Regions from separate parts of the Mus musculus genome. Here region 1 is linked to region 2. Evidence: chromatin contacts called from public HiChIP or PLAC-seq data. All regions are on one chromosome and are shown on one strand. Each heading gives the region's core, a stretch centred on a gene start, on an enhancer-like site or on the middle of the called end of the contact. The rest is flanking DNA. Distances are from core to core; before and after follow the strand shown.

Evidence for each region. HiChIP or PLAC-seq counts read pairs in DNA pulled down with a chosen protein or histone mark.
Region 1: a contact with region 2 is called in an H3K4me3 HiChIP or PLAC-seq map of embryonic stem cells, with 18 read pairs. The contact joins the enhancer-like site here to the promoter of Sppl3 in region 2. A contact is called at or near these places in 1 of 39 promoter capture datasets (pre-B cells), 1 of 484 Hi-C or Micro-C datasets (pancreatic cancer cells), 8 of 115 datasets of contacts at active chromatin or transcription factors (embryonic basal ganglia, embryonic hindbrain, embryonic limb bud and 4 more) and 2 of 9 other capture datasets (liver and pancreatic islet).

What each region holds. Positions count from the first base shown.
Region 1 is chr5:115,205,344-115,209,472 of GRCm38.p6, reverse strand. No RefSeq gene overlaps it. Among named protein-coding and RNA genes, the nearest start is that of Cabp1, 13 kb to the right of the region's middle. Within about 2 kb of position 1,367, at least 13 of the 459 cell types and tissues checked have an H3K27ac peak or open chromatin away from gene starts, as enhancers often do. A contact at or near this core is called in embryonic stem cells, where this site is marked.
Region 2 is chr5:115,008,386-115,012,875 of GRCm38.p6, reverse strand. It overlaps Sppl3 (signal peptide peptidase 3), which reads right to left and starts at 1,352. Exons shown (of 11, transcript NM_029012.2): 1 at 1,261-1,352. The coding sequence starts at 1,283.

The DNA.
Region 1 (4,129 bases), core at 118-2,617, 200 kb before region 2:
CGAAAGGATGGACCATCATCTAGTGATTGCCATATCAGGGGACCCATCCCATAATCAGCTTCCAAATGCTGACACCATTGCATACACTAGCAAGATTTTGCTGAAAGGACCCTGATATAGCTGTCTCTTGTGAGACTATGCCGGGGCCTAGCAAACACATAGTGGATGCTCACAGTCAGCTATTGGATGGATCACAGGACCCCCAATGGAGGAGCTAGAGAAAGTACCCAAGGAGCTAAAGGGATCTGCAACCCTATAGATGGAACAACAATATGAACTAACCAGTACCCCAGAGCTCTTGACTCTAGCTGCATATGTATCAAAAGATGGCCTAGTCGGCCATCACTGGAAAGAGAGGCCCATTGGACTTGCAAACTTTGTATGCCCCAGTACAGGGGAACACCAGGGCCAAAAAGTGGGAGTGGGTGGGTGGGTATGGGGGACTTTTGGGATAGCATTTGAAATGTAAATGAGGACAATACCTAATTTAAAAAAAAAGATGGGTCTCAGAGTGCATAGACATTTGAAAAGCTGAGAAATTTGAGTCGTTATCCTAACTCCAACCTTTGGATAAGTCCAAAAGAACACAAAGGCTCTTGGGCCTGATCGCAGTCACAGGACCAGGTGCTCACATCAGGCTGCGAATCTGCAGGTGACGAGGCCTGAGGGACCTCCCACTGTCCTTGGGACCTCAGTGGGAACTCCCAACCCTGGATCCACTGCTAGCATATGTGTGAGGGGGAGGAAGAGGCAGAGAGCAGAGCTTCCAGAAGCTCTGGGAAAGCTCTGTTGACTTCCCCGTGGTTTATTTAAAACAATGTTTTTGTTTTTGTTTTGAGATAGGCTCTTAAGTAGCCCAGGTTGGCCTTAAATTCACTCTTGTGGCCCAGGGTGACCTTGGATCTGACATCCCTGCCTTCTCCCCAGTGCTGGGATTATATGAGTATACCACCCTACCTGGTTTAGACTGCCCCTATATTTACAAGAGGCAGGGCAGGGTGCCCTCCTGGGGCCAGAAGGAACAAACAGGACCAAGAAGGGAAAGGGTGGCAAACGACCAGCACCAGGCCAAGCTGCAGGCCCTCCCTTCTCTGATGTTTGGCATTAAGAAGCCCGTGCTATGGGCCCAGCTGGGGAGACAGACATCCCCCACCCCCCACCCCCGCCCCCCGGGGAAGTGTAAACTTTGTGTAGATGCTAGGGATGGGTTTGAGGTCATTGAGGGGAGGGGTAGCGGGGGGGGGGGGGGGGGCGCGGCGGGCGGGGGGCGGGGCGAGCTGGCAGCAGGACCAGGCACCCCTAAAGGCCTTCCAGGCAGCAGCGGCAGGGAGGACTGAGAGTAAGACTGCTCAGAGGAGCCCGGCTGTGTGGAGGAATCTGGACTCGATCCCAAGAGCAGTAGGAAGCCACCGAAGCTGTGGCTGTGAGCGCTATAATCCTACATCACCGGATAACGTTTTCACTTCGTTTTCTGGTTGGAAAAAAGCTGATTGCCATGATGACTTTTTTTTTCTATGTAGGGTTTTTTTTTTTTTTCAGATGTAGAAAATAAGAAAGCAATAGAATATGTGTGTGTGTGCGTGTTTTCTTTCTTCAGATGTAGAAAATAAGAAAGCAATAGAATATGTGTGTGTGTGCGTGTTTTCTTTCTTCAGATGTAGAAAATAAGAAAGCGTTGGAATACGTGTTTATTCTCAGGGTTAAATGTGCCCAACAGATGCAAATTGCCTCGCGTTTTCTGTGTGGTCTATAAATGGCAATTCCCTTATCTTTTCCTCTAAATTCCATTTCATAATTTCTGCTATTTCGGGAGCACGGAAGGCGAGCCATCCTCCCTGCAGACTGAGGATAAATTTCACTAGAAGGACAATGAGTCAATGTGCCTCGTGATTTGATGGGTTCGGGGCATCAAAAAGGGGGTTCTTTGGGGCCGGAGAGATGGTTCAGCGGTTAAGAGCACTGTCTGCTCTTCCAGACCATCCTGAGCTCAATTCCCAGCAGCCACATGGTGGCTCACAACCATCTGTAATGGGATCTGGCGCCCTCTACTGGTGTGTCAGCAGCAGAATGCTAATATATGTTAAATAAATCTTAATAATAATAATAATAAAAAGGTTGTTGTTTTACTAACTTATTATACAAATAGCAAGCTCCTCCTGACCAGGAAACATACCTTTTGCTTTATAGATGTGAAATTTGCATTCAACTTTTCAAAATATTATTTTTAAATTGCGTGCATGGACAGTGTGCATGCATGTGAGTACAGGTGCTGACACCTCTGGAGCTGGTGGTATAGGGTATCGTGAGCCATCCAACATAGGTGCCGGGACATGAACTTGGATCTTCTGCAAGCTTCCTCACGATGAGCCATCTCTCTAGCCCCAACATTTTTTGGTTCTAACCTTTTGAAACAGAGGCTCTCACTATGTTGCCCAACCAGTTCTCAAACCTGCTTGCTCCGGCCCAAGGATTTATTATTATATGTAAGTACACTGTCGCTGTCTTCAGACACACCAGAAGAGGGCATCAGATCCCATTACTGATGATTGTGAGCCACCATGTGGCTGCTGGGATTTGAACTCAGGACCTTCGGAAGAGCAGTCAGTGCTCTTAACCGCTGAGCCATCTCTCCAGCCCCCAAATTCACCTTTTTTGAAAGTACATTTATTTCATAAAAATAAAACCCCAGTCCTACTCAGCTCATGTCTGTTGTTCCTCGCAAAACTCGCTGGCCACACGGACTCAGGATTATTTGCTGGATTGATTTACATAGTGGAATATATTTTCTGTTAATTCTCGACTCCAGGGCATCAGTTCTGGAGTTTTCTCTTTATAGTTGTGCTAACATGAATTCTGATGGCACGGAAAAGCTTGTTCTCAGAATTATATTTAGCTCATACAAACTCCACTGCACAATTATGTTGTAAAGAGGATTTAGACTTTCTCCTTACGTTGTTATCATTGCTTTGGGAAAAGGTAAATGCAGAGACTGGCAACGGGAAGCCGTAGCCTGCCGTATTGTTGGTTCTGTTTGTTTAGCGCGGTGCAGGGTCTAGCACATACTGATGTGACCTGGTGGGTGTGTCACGCAGGGTCTATTGAAGACACAGATGGCATGCTCAAATTAGACTATCAGAGGAGGATTTAATAAAGGGACGATTTACAAGGTTTTGGGAGGGCACAAGGAAACCGTATGATTGATACAATGTTCAAGGAGGTAGAAAGAGCCTGCCACCGCTCGAAGATGTGACAGCGGAGGAGGAAGTTACAGAACCCAGAAAGGGAGGATTCTGGGAGCCAGGCTCTTTTCTTTCTTTCTTTCTTTCTTTCTTTCTTTCTTTCTTTCTTTCTTTCTTTCTTTCTTTCTTTCTTTCTTTCTTTCTTCCTTCCTTCCTTCCTTCCTTCCTTTCTTTCTTTCTTTCTTTCTTTCTTTCTTTCTTTCTTTCTTTCTTTCTTTCTTTCTTTCTTTCTTTCGAGACAGGGTTTCTCTGTGTAGCCCTGGCTGTCCTGGTACTCACTCTGTACACCAGGCTAGCCTCGAACTCAGAAATCTGCCTGCCTCTGCCTCCCGAGTGGCCAGGCTCCTTTGAAGAGGGGGCAACCTTCTATCCAAAGACTCTGCCAACCCGAGGCAGGGAAGGAGCTGGGGATACTGAACCACTACCTTTATCCTCTGCTCTGTCTTCTGCTGCTCCCAAGAGCCGGAGGGCGAGGGAGGGCAAGGGAGCAAAACCGAGGACAGAATAGTATGAAGAAGAATAGGAAAGTGAGAGGGTACCAAGATGTCGCCATAGGTGATAGCTATTGCTGACCAGAGTTTGGTTGCTGGTGCCCTGACACATGGTAGAAGGGAAGGACCAACTAACACACACTAACACACACACACACACACACACACACACACACACACACAGAGAGAGAGAGAGAGAGAGAGAGAGAGATCCCCTAGCCTCTAAAGCACTTTCTAGAGTTCAGAATAGAAATAGTAAGATGACCCCCACTGGTTCTGAGATCAGATGTTACTTCCCTAAAAGCAAGCGAGAGAGGTCAGACAGAGCAGGCAGGTTCTGAAGCTGGGGTTGGGGGTGCCAATTATGTTCCATTCTATGGCTGTGCCCTTTGGGTACCG
Region 2 (4,490 bases), core at 103-2,602:
CATACATCGCTGCCGTTTGCATTACTAAAGCATGTTCGATCACTAACCCTCCATCAGGACACAGTGAGCTCCCGACTTAGCATAACCATCCCTTGTTTTCGTGTATAACCCGGCTCTTTTACTGTCTCCCTATGGTAGTTACAGCTCACTTACGCTCCCAACACTTGACAGTTTGCCCCGTGCTTTGGGAAGGTAGCCACACAATCTGTACAGGTTAGGGAAAAGGCAATTCTGGTACTTAAAGGTTTAGGGTCAAGGAATGAAGAACTAACTCACTTTTCCGAAGGTAGCCACACAATCTGTACAGGTTAGGGAAAAGGCAATTCTGGTACTTAAAGGTTTAGGGTCCAGGAATGAAGAACTAACTCACTTTTCCAATTACAAAACGAAGCGGACCTTCAACCCCACTCTTCGGAAAAGTCGACAGTTCTGGTACCAAGCCACAAGTGCTTGAAACCATCTCCGATCTCTTAGGCTGCAGCGACCAGGTTCCCCGCCCGCCCGGTACCTACCACCAACCCACCCATCTCCTGTTTTCTCACCCTCAAGCCACAGCTCAACTACACCATTCCCACTCGCCCCCGGTACAACCAACCTCCTTCCGCGGCAAACACTCCACGCCTCTGCCCTTCTCACCTCTTTCCCCCCAAACTTGGACGCATCTGTCACCTCCCCCCTGTAAATCACAAGTGTGTGTGCCTCAGCCCTAAACACGCTGCTAAAAAAAGTCCCACAGGCAGGGGGACTCAACCTGGACGGACACACACACACATTCCCGTGATCGAGCCCTCCACCCCCAGAACACCGGCCAGCACTCTTCGAATCCCCAGAGCAGAGTACCAACCCCTTTACAAAGACTACCCATGACCCCGCTGCTACCGACGACTTCCTTTACAGAATGTGGCCATCCTGGAACAAGACTCCCCCTCTCCGCTGTGCCAGGGCTCGATCACGGGGCCGCAGGGCCTCTGCCCACCGCGGAAGCGGTCGCTCCCGCCCTCACTACTTGCAAGTTGTGCCTCTTACCACCTGTTCTCGCCGAGAGTGGGGTACACCTTCGCCCGGGCCCGTTCTCTGCCCACCCTTCTCCAGCTTCCCCCCTGGCCCGCCAGCACCCGCGCCAGTCGGTTCCGCTGCGCGGCTCGAATGACCGCCCCTCCCCCGGGCTCGGAGGACGCCCAGCGGCCCGCACCCCGAGCCCCGCGAGCACCTGCGGCCCGGCCCGGCCCGGCCTCCTCGTCCCCAAAAGCCCGCACTCACCACGAATAGGTCTGTTCCGCCATGGTGCTGCCTCTCGGGGGCTCCGCGGCTCGCTCGGCCGGCGGCAGAGGGCGCGGCCGGGGGCCCCGGCGGCTCGCTCCTTCACTCGCTCGCACGGAGGACAGGCAGTCGGGCTCCGACAGACTCCGACGGGCCCCGCTCCCTGGGCCCCGGAGCGGGCGCGGGCCCCGGGCTCCGCGCTCGGCCTCGTCAGCCGCGGCGGCGGCGGCGGCTCCGCTGCGGCTCCAAACCCAACATGGCGGCGGCGGCGGCGGCGCGGAGAACAAGGGCCCCGAAACGGTGGCTCGGGCCCGCGCTCAGTGCGCGCCGGGCCGCGGGAGCGCCGCGCTCGGGCGGCGGCGGCGGCGGCCGGGGGACATGGCCGGCGGCGGCGGCGGCAGCGGCGGCAGCAACGGCTGAGGGGGGCGCTAGGCGGTGAGGCGAGGCCGCTCGAAGCACACCCGCCCGCCGAGGGAGGAGGGAGCGAGCGAGCGGGCGGGGGCGAGCCCGGGCCGCTGGTCACGTGCCCAAAACACGCTCACGTGACCCCGGCGCCCCGCCCCCTCGCGCGCGCTGCCCATGCGCGGAGCGCTCAGCCCAGGTCGGCTCGGGGCTACGGTTAGCTGCAGCGGCCGCCGCGCGCTAGGCCCCTTGGGCGCGCAGTGGTCCTCCCCGGTGCGCGGCGGTTGACTGCCACTCAGCTGTCAACCTTCCATCATCCACCGTCGGCTGTCCCTGGGTCCTCAGCTGCCAGTCAACTGTCAAAATGCGGACAGAGCGCTGCATTCGGGTTCCCGCGCTGCGCGGTCCCCCTCCTTGGTTTCTGCAAACGTCCCTTCGCGGCGCCTGGTGCCAAGTCAAATGCTACCATGCTCGTCTTCATAGAAGCGATCAGCGGGGTCCTTGTTGGGTGCCAGCTAGGCGTCAGCGCCTTCACCTAGGCCCTTGTCCTTACATGCATATTCTCAGGGAAGAGACATAGGTGGTTCGAGCTGGCTAAAGCACGAAGATTATTTCAGAGTCATGGGGCTATTAATAATGGAGAGCAATTAATAGAGACTAAAGGAAGGGTGCAGGCTACTTTGATAGGGTGAATGGGCATAACTCAGTTGTTAGAGCGTTGTGTGTGACCATGTGTTAGGAAAAAAAATTTAAAAACCCAGGCCTAGTGGTGCGTGCCTTTAATCCCAGCAAAGGCAGGCAGATCTCTAAGAGTTTGCGGCCAGCCTGGTCTACATAGTGAGTTCCAGGCCAGCCAAGAATACATAGAGAGACTCTATAATGAGTTAATGAAAGACAGGGAGAAACGTGAAGAAGCATATAGCAAGAGATGAGGAAACATATTTAAGCTACACAGTGTATGTTTCTGACCACATGACATTCTGGAAAAATGACTATGGAAACAGCAAAAAGTTCACTGGTTATCAGGCTGAAGGGACACGTGGAGGATTTTTAAAGCAACAAAACTAGACCACGAGACACTGTACTCCCAGAACTGTAGTAGGTGGGCCTTGGGGGGAGGGGTGTATACTGAGCAATAGATCAAGGTCATCCTCAGATATGCAGAGAATTTGACTTACAGACTTTGGCACAAAGTTTAAAGCCAGCCTGAGCTAATGAAATCTTGAAAGAAGAAAGAAAGAAGAAGAAGAAAGAAAGCTGTGGTGGACCAGAGACCAACCTCAGGAACGTAGGCCTGAGGTAAAGACAGGATGGTACAATGAACTGAACCCCCTCCCCAAAGGCATTGGAGAACATTTTCTCAGGCAGGAGTGAGACATCCTCAGACCACAAGAGGCTTACCAACAGAAAAATCATTTTGCCAAGAGAGCGGCAGAGAGCAAGACCCAGTAATGGGAATTTCTGGGCTGAGCTTGGAACCAGGCAGGAATGAACAGTTTATGCCACAGGTTGTTGGACAAAGACACTAAAATGATGGGTGGAGACCATGCTCTGAAGGCCTCCCTAGGCCTCCCGCTCAGTCACTATGCTTGTGAATGGAAAGATGAGGTTTGGGGGCCATGCTTGGCTAACGAACACAGTACGCTTCCCAGAAACCCTATCTCTTTCTCCCTTTGCAGAGCAAGTCTCCAGTACCTGCCCATTCAGGATCCTCTCCGGCTCGCCCATCATTAAGCCAGGCTCTGACTCTTTTAGTTTCCCAGGGCCTGCCCAGGCTTACAGGGAATGCCACACCCTGACTCTGTCACCGGAGAGGTCAGTTGGCCACTGCCCTATATACAGGTTCTGTTTGCTTGTTCTCCAGGGGGAAAGGAAGCCTTTCGTGAAAAGGCCAAGTTCACTATTCCCACATACCTTCCGCCTTCCTCTCCCCCCACTCCCACCCCACCCCCGCCACATTCCAGGTGCTGGGACCAGCCAGGTTCTAGGTGGCCCCCTCCTTAGTATCACCAGAGAGGCCAAGAAAAGGTGTCAGAGAGGGTTTAACCCAAGGTCTCAATAAAACCACCTTTTTCTAGCTAGAAAGGTATCAGCCTTCAAACCTCTGCCCAACCCAAACCCCTGGTGTCCTGGGGAGATGAAACAGTGAAGCCCAAATTCTTTTCTTTCTCTTTCTTTCTTTCTTTTTCTTTTTTTTTTTTTTTTTTTTTTTTTTGGTTTTTTTTTTGGTTTTTCAAGACAGGGTTTCAAACCAAAAAAAAAAAAAAAAAAGGTAAAAGCCGGGTGTGGTGGCGCACACCTTTAATTCCAGCACTCGGGAGGCAGAGGCAGGAGGATTTCTGAGTTCGAGGCCAGCCTGGTCTACGAGTGAGTTCCAGGACAGCCAGGGCTACACAGAGAAACCCTGTCTCAAAAAAAACAAAAAAAAAGAAAGAAATCCGCCTGCCTCTGCCTCCCGAGTGCTGGGATTAAAGGCGAGTGCCACCACGCCCGGGGCGAAGCCCAAATTCTTGACATTTGCAGAAGCCTTAACAATTCTAGGTACTTCTGCAAAAAAGCCAGTTGTGACCTTAAGCGTGACACAGTCACTCTGAGTCTCCAAGCGGAGTGACTGGGGTTTCAGATCCCATGGGAAAGGCCTGAAGCCATAACCAGGTGTGGCTATGGGAGGTGCCAGAACTTTCTCAAGGGAGTTGGGAACAAAACAGACCAGACAAGTAGCTAACAAAACAGAAATGACAAGCAGGCGCCTCTGGGCAATTCTCTTAGGCTTGAGTCGCAGTGAGTCACAGAAGATTAGGCCAAGTGAGTAGTCTGAGGAGAGTGGA